2 separate regions of the Hordeum vulgare genome follow, and region 2 is linked to region 1. Evidence: chromatin contacts called from public Hi-C data. All regions are on one chromosome and are shown on one strand. Each heading gives the region's core, a stretch centred on a gene start, on an enhancer-like site or on the middle of the called end of the contact. The rest is flanking DNA. Distances are from core to core; before and after follow the strand shown.

Region 1 (2,737 bases), core at 110-2,609:
CATATAAGGAAGGGTTGGCGCGATGTAAGTAAAGAAAACATTGTATGCACAAGTGGAGGTTGGTGACGTAGATATTTCTTTTTTACTTTTTTCAGAAGAACAGAGTTGCAAAACTGGGCCAGAACATCTCTTGGTGTGGGTTCAATGGTGTCTTGCTATGGACTCCGACCCATTGAGACTGGCTAAGGCTCTATTCCATGGTATAGTGGCACAAGCGGTGCTTCTTCCCTCTAGGAAAGAAGGTAATTCTACGACAAACTAGATTATCAGAACCTAGAATTTCATGAAAAGATAGTGATAAGATCTGAATGTGGGACTTAAAAAAGATACTGATAAAAACGGACTGAGACGGATCAAATTCAAACTGATTCCAGAAAAAGGTAATATTAGAGAAAGGCAATGTGCCTTGACATTTCATGGCACTAGTTTGGTAATCCTGTAGTCTAGCTACCTTTGGGAAGCTTGCAACTACCCAAAGAACCAGCCAAACAGATACAAATAAATGGCAAGTCATAACAAGGAAAGCACCAGCATCATCCTCTCGAGATGGTCAACTAGTTCATCATCCACACGCAACACTCTAATGTCTAGTTCCTCTGTTATTCATGATGCCTCCTATTCCCGTGTGTCCTAACACCTTCTGTATTCCTCTCTTTGATCTGTTGAGGTGACTACCACCTATTTGTTGAAATAAGTGAGTACTATTTTTTTGCGAGATAAGACAGTACTACTACCATGTTAAAAGGAGTGGGACGGTGGAGTTTTTCTGTCCAAATTGAAGCGTTGCCAACTTGTCAAAGAAGAATGCATGAGATGATGGATCTGTTTGTATCAAAGACGAAGCGGTATATATAAGAAGACAAGACTATTCATATAAGAAGTAAAGGCTGGTGTGGTATTAATTGTATCAGCCTACAGTGTTAATGGCTTAGTGTGACTCGTTGCAATATAGAAAAATAAGGAAAAACAGACATAAATAAACTTGCATACATCGTTCATGACAATAATAAATTTCAAATTGAAAAACAGTTCTGGGAAATTCTCAAATGACGCATTGAGCACACAAGTGATTTTAACACTTTCTAGGCAAGTGCAAGTGAAACCTCATCATGGGCGGCCCGTCCCGACGACCCGGTCTGAGCCTGGTCCAAAAATACCTGCCCGTGCTGGGTCAGGATTGCCGTTTGGGGGGCTAAGGCGTTGTTTTGCAGTCGAAAAGTGCATTCAGTTTGGGCTTCACTTTTTCAGCACTTTTGGTTGGGCCGTTGGGCTTCAAGGCAGTCTTACACGTGCACGATCTAAACACTGTTTGGGCCGGGCTTTTGGGCTTGTATTCAGTCCAACTAAGGCTTGAGAAAAGGGACATTCTGGACTTCGAATCAGAGTCGGGCTTTGTAGTCTAGGTGTCTGGGCTTCTTCAAGCCCGGCCCGAACAGGGAAATATGCTCAGGTTGTGTGCAACGAAAGGGAAACTTCTGAGGATCTTTTCTTCTATTGCCCAGTTACGAGAGCTGCTTGGCGTCGTGTAGACTCGGTCTTTGGAACCGATCTCCGTCCAAATAATTCGTGGCTGTTTTATTCTTGGTGTTGTATGTTTGTGCCTGCTGGTACACTAGTAGAAAAAAGCTCATTTGTTTCGGTTTCAGAGGTCCATTAGCCCGGTTCTTGAACCGGGAGTAAAGGGTCGGGACTAAACGCCCAAACCTTTAGTCCCGGTTAGCTTATGAATCGGGTCTAAAGGAGCTTCATGTGGCCGCTGCGGGGAGCCCAGACAGGAGGAACTTTAGTCCCAAATGGCATCCACGCATCAGCATCTGGCCGAAGCTGGGTTTTTTGTTTTGTTTTTGAATGGAGGGGGGGGGGGGTTGGGGGGTTTTGGAGGGTTCATTTAGTGGTTTCATATTGTGTTAGCTAGCTAATAGAGAGGCGTGTCCTCTCTTTCTCCGTGCCTGGTCGAACAAGTTTTCGTATATCTATCCGACGCTATTACATATATACAATATAACATCTTTTATAATTAATCCAAAACATCATCTAATTAAGACCCAATGACAAATCCACATGGCATTCTTCGTCTTTAGGTATGACGTGGTCAAGAAAGAATCCCGCCAATTCCTCTTGAATTGCTCGTATGCGATCATGTGGTAGGAGTTCATCCCGTATCTGTGAGATCTAGTTTAAATAAAGGGGGGGGGGTCAATACATGCATATATATGAATAAAACTCAATACAATTGTGAATATTATTTACGTACTTGCAATTGTTTCTCAGAGAAGACCCGCTCAAAGGTCGAGTCGTGAATGAACTCGCATACGTAGTATTCACATAAAATAGTGCCTTCTTTCTGATACATACACTTTATGAGAGTAGAGTTCAATCAAACTGATAAGCAAGCATGGTAATGATATATTGATGAAAATTTGAATCAATTAGAGATGCACGGAACTAGATAGTACTACTTACTTTGGGGTGCGTAAATCGCAACTCTTTGTTTAGACCGGGAACCTAATTGGCGAACTTCGTCCAAATCCTACCAGGCAAACAAAATGATTACTTGATATCAGGAAATTAACGAAAGTTGCATGCCGATATGGTCTCGGTATATTGACTGAACTTACTTCTTGAGCATTGCAGTAATGTCCTCATAATCCTGTTCGGCTTTACGTCTTGAGTCTAAGATATTTACTAATGCCTGCCAACGTCAATGGATAGCAGAATAAAGTGGTCTCTGCGCACG
Region 2 (2,737 bases), core at 99-2,598, 53 kb before region 1:
AGGATACCAAATGATTGCATGCTTTGATATAGAAGAGAATATATGTGACTGGCAAACACAGAGCAAGATACATGCTTACCTGCGGAACTGATCATTTGCGTAGGCGTGATGATACGAGGAATTGGGTCCAAGGAGGCTTCTATCCCCTTTGCAAGGGAAATGATCACCGGAACGCTGATCCGCTCCTTCCAATACTTGCTGAGCTCATCAAACACCTCCCTTGTTTCAGTGGACGGCAGCCCATTCACCACAATGTCAGCATCCCAGACAGCTTCCTGCAGGTTGGTGACCACCTTCAACGGGCAGAGGGGTGTGTCGACCATGTTCAAGCAGAAGCCATCCCTCAAAATCTCATCGGCATACAAGGTCCGGTCACCCAGGCGCGCCTCGACGTACTTGAGGTAGGCGCACCGGCGGATGAGGCGCCTCAGTACGTCCTCCCTGGAGTTGATCACGTCGAACAGATGCTCTGCGGTGGACCGGTCCACCGCCCGCCCCGGCCGGCGCCACACCCGTATCTGCACCTTCTCCCTGAAGTGGCCGTAGGCGTCCTGCAGCAGAGCGGCAAAGACGCTGCCCCAGGCGCCGGCGCCGATGCTGACGATCTTGAGCAAGTCACCGTCGGACTTGCCGAGCAGCCGGCGCAGCTCGTCCAGCCGCTCCTCGGTGCCGTTGGCGCCGTTCGCCGATCCATTCACGTGCACGCTCCCAACCATCTCGCCCTTGTAACCCAACCCAGCAGATCGGAAATGGCTGAAAGGTGCGTGTGCTCTCCTAGTCTCCTGGGCAATGAATCGAACACCTTAAGCGCACGCCCAAGGACGCGGGATCGCCCACCAACCTCGAACCTAACACTGCAATCCCCCGAGAAAGTTGCAGGAGCTGGTCATCCACCACCACCTACACGCACAGAACGTGGAACAGTAATCAAACGCAAGCCGGGCGCTGCACTGCACCCCGGCGCAAGAATAAGTAAGCGGGTTGAGCAGGCCGGCCGGGCGGCTGCGTTTATGTCTCCACCCACCTCCAGCTCGAGTATCCCGGGGGCGGAGCTGGCCGGGGCAGCCGGCGCCGCGGTGAGGTGGCGGGATGGATGGATAACTGATGAGGTGGAGGTGGCGTGGGGTGGGGCGGATGGACGGAAGCTTGGCTTGGGTTGGCTGGCGTTTAGTACGAAGATGGGGGAGGTGGGTGGCGGCATTGATGGAGGAGATGGGTACCGCGGCCAACCATGCAGTGGCCGCCATTAATGAGTGGGGGAGGCGGGAGGCAACGGTGTCGCCGCTGCTGCTTCCCGAGCTGCCCGTGCTCCGTCCGTCTGGTCTTCCCTGCCCGGGGGAGACGACGACTTAGACGTACAGCGGGCCGCCCCAAACCCGCTTCACACGGACGGCCCGGTCTCATGATTTTTTTTTCAGATTTAGATGGGTGTTTGTTTCCATAGACTTATTGTTTTTGGGACTTAAAAAAGTCCCTATAAGTCCCACCTAAACCGAAGGAACTTATTAGGACTTATAGTAGTTATTTGAGACTTATCAAAAAAGACTCTCAGAGAGGAACTTATTGGGACTTATCGCGGCCCGCATCTAGCCCGCCTCGCTCCGCCTGGCTCTTTCCCCTCGTCGCCCGCTTCGGTCCAATCGTCGCCGCCCCGCGTCGCTCCAGTCGCCAACGCCCCTCGTCGATCCAACCGCCGCCGCCTCGCTCCTTTCCCCGCCCTGCATTGCTCCGTTCCAGCCGCCCCAATCGCCGCCCCCGCGTCGCTCCTTCCAGTCGCCCTGCCTCGGTTTGTTCCGCGTCGCTACAATATGTGCCTCGCTCCGTTCCAGCCGCCACCGCCTCACTCCGTTCCAGCCGCCCCAATCACCGCCCCCGCGTCGCTCCTTCCAGTCGCCCCCGCCTCGGCCCGTTGCGCGTCGTTGCAGTCCCCGCCTCGGCCCGCGTCCCAGGTCACTGCGCCATGGCTGATGACGATCCCCGCGTCCCAGGTCACCGCACCATGGCTGATGATGAGGAGGAGCAGATGCCTTTTTCTCCCAGTTCTCCTCACGTCAACAGGCAACATGGACTTATAAGTCCCTGTAAACAAACAGGTAGGGACTCGGGATTTATAAGTCCCTGTAAACAAACAGGTAGGGACTCGGGACAAACAGGTAGGGACTCGGGACTTATAAGTCCCTGTAAACAAACAGGTAGGGACTTATGACTTATAAGTTGGGACTTAAAAAGTCCTATGACTTATGAAACAAACAGGGCCTAACTATTTCACATTTAGATTGGCTACTTTTCCCTCACCTTAGGGTTTTTCTCCCTCCGGATGCGATCGCGCCGCCAATGAGGTTTTAATCTTCCCTGTCGCCGAACCACCGTAGTTTCTACGCCATGCGCTCCACCGGGGGCCTTAGGACCACGTGGGGACCGGGCTAGGATGCCGGGGTAGCGATGGACTTAGGGTTCCACCTCAAAACCCCGTCGATCCTCGTCGGGTTAGGAATCTCATGGCTTTAGGAGACGCATCGGGATCAGCTAAGATCAGCGACGTTGACAGGATGATGAAGGAATTGGGCTTCCGTGGAGAGGATCGTTGACAGGATGATGAAGGAATTGGGCTTCCGTGGAGAGGATCTCGATGAGATCGTCTTCGATGAGAAGGATGCCCCACCGGAGGCCGCCCGCTGGATAGCTCTGGCTAGGGTTCACTCCGAGAAAACCTACAACCAGAGATGCATGGTTCGTC

The links. Hi-C and Micro-C count contacts between places; a contact is called where the count stands out from the background.
Region 2: a Hi-C map of leaf shows a contact between it and region 1, with 6 times the contacts expected there. The contact joins the promoter of LOC123445433 here to the enhancer-like site in region 1. A contact is called at or near these places in 2 of 6 Hi-C or Micro-C datasets (leaf and seedling).

Annotation. Positions count from the first base shown.
Region 1 is chr3H:592,375,748-592,378,484 of MorexV3_pseudomolecules_assembly, reverse strand. No RefSeq gene overlaps it. Among protein-coding and RNA genes, the nearest start is that of LOC123445432, 38 kb to the right of the region's middle. Within about 2 kb of position 1,359, at least 3 of the 3 cell types and tissues checked have open chromatin away from gene starts, as enhancers often do. A contact at or near this core is called in leaf and seedling, where this site is marked.
Region 2 is chr3H:592,428,952-592,431,688 of MorexV3_pseudomolecules_assembly, reverse strand. LOC123445433 (probable glycerol-3-phosphate dehydrogenase [NAD(+)] 1, cytosolic) reads right to left here and starts at 1,348. Exons shown (of 6, transcript XM_045122422.1): 1 at 1,025-1,348; 2 at 80-900. The coding sequence starts at 716.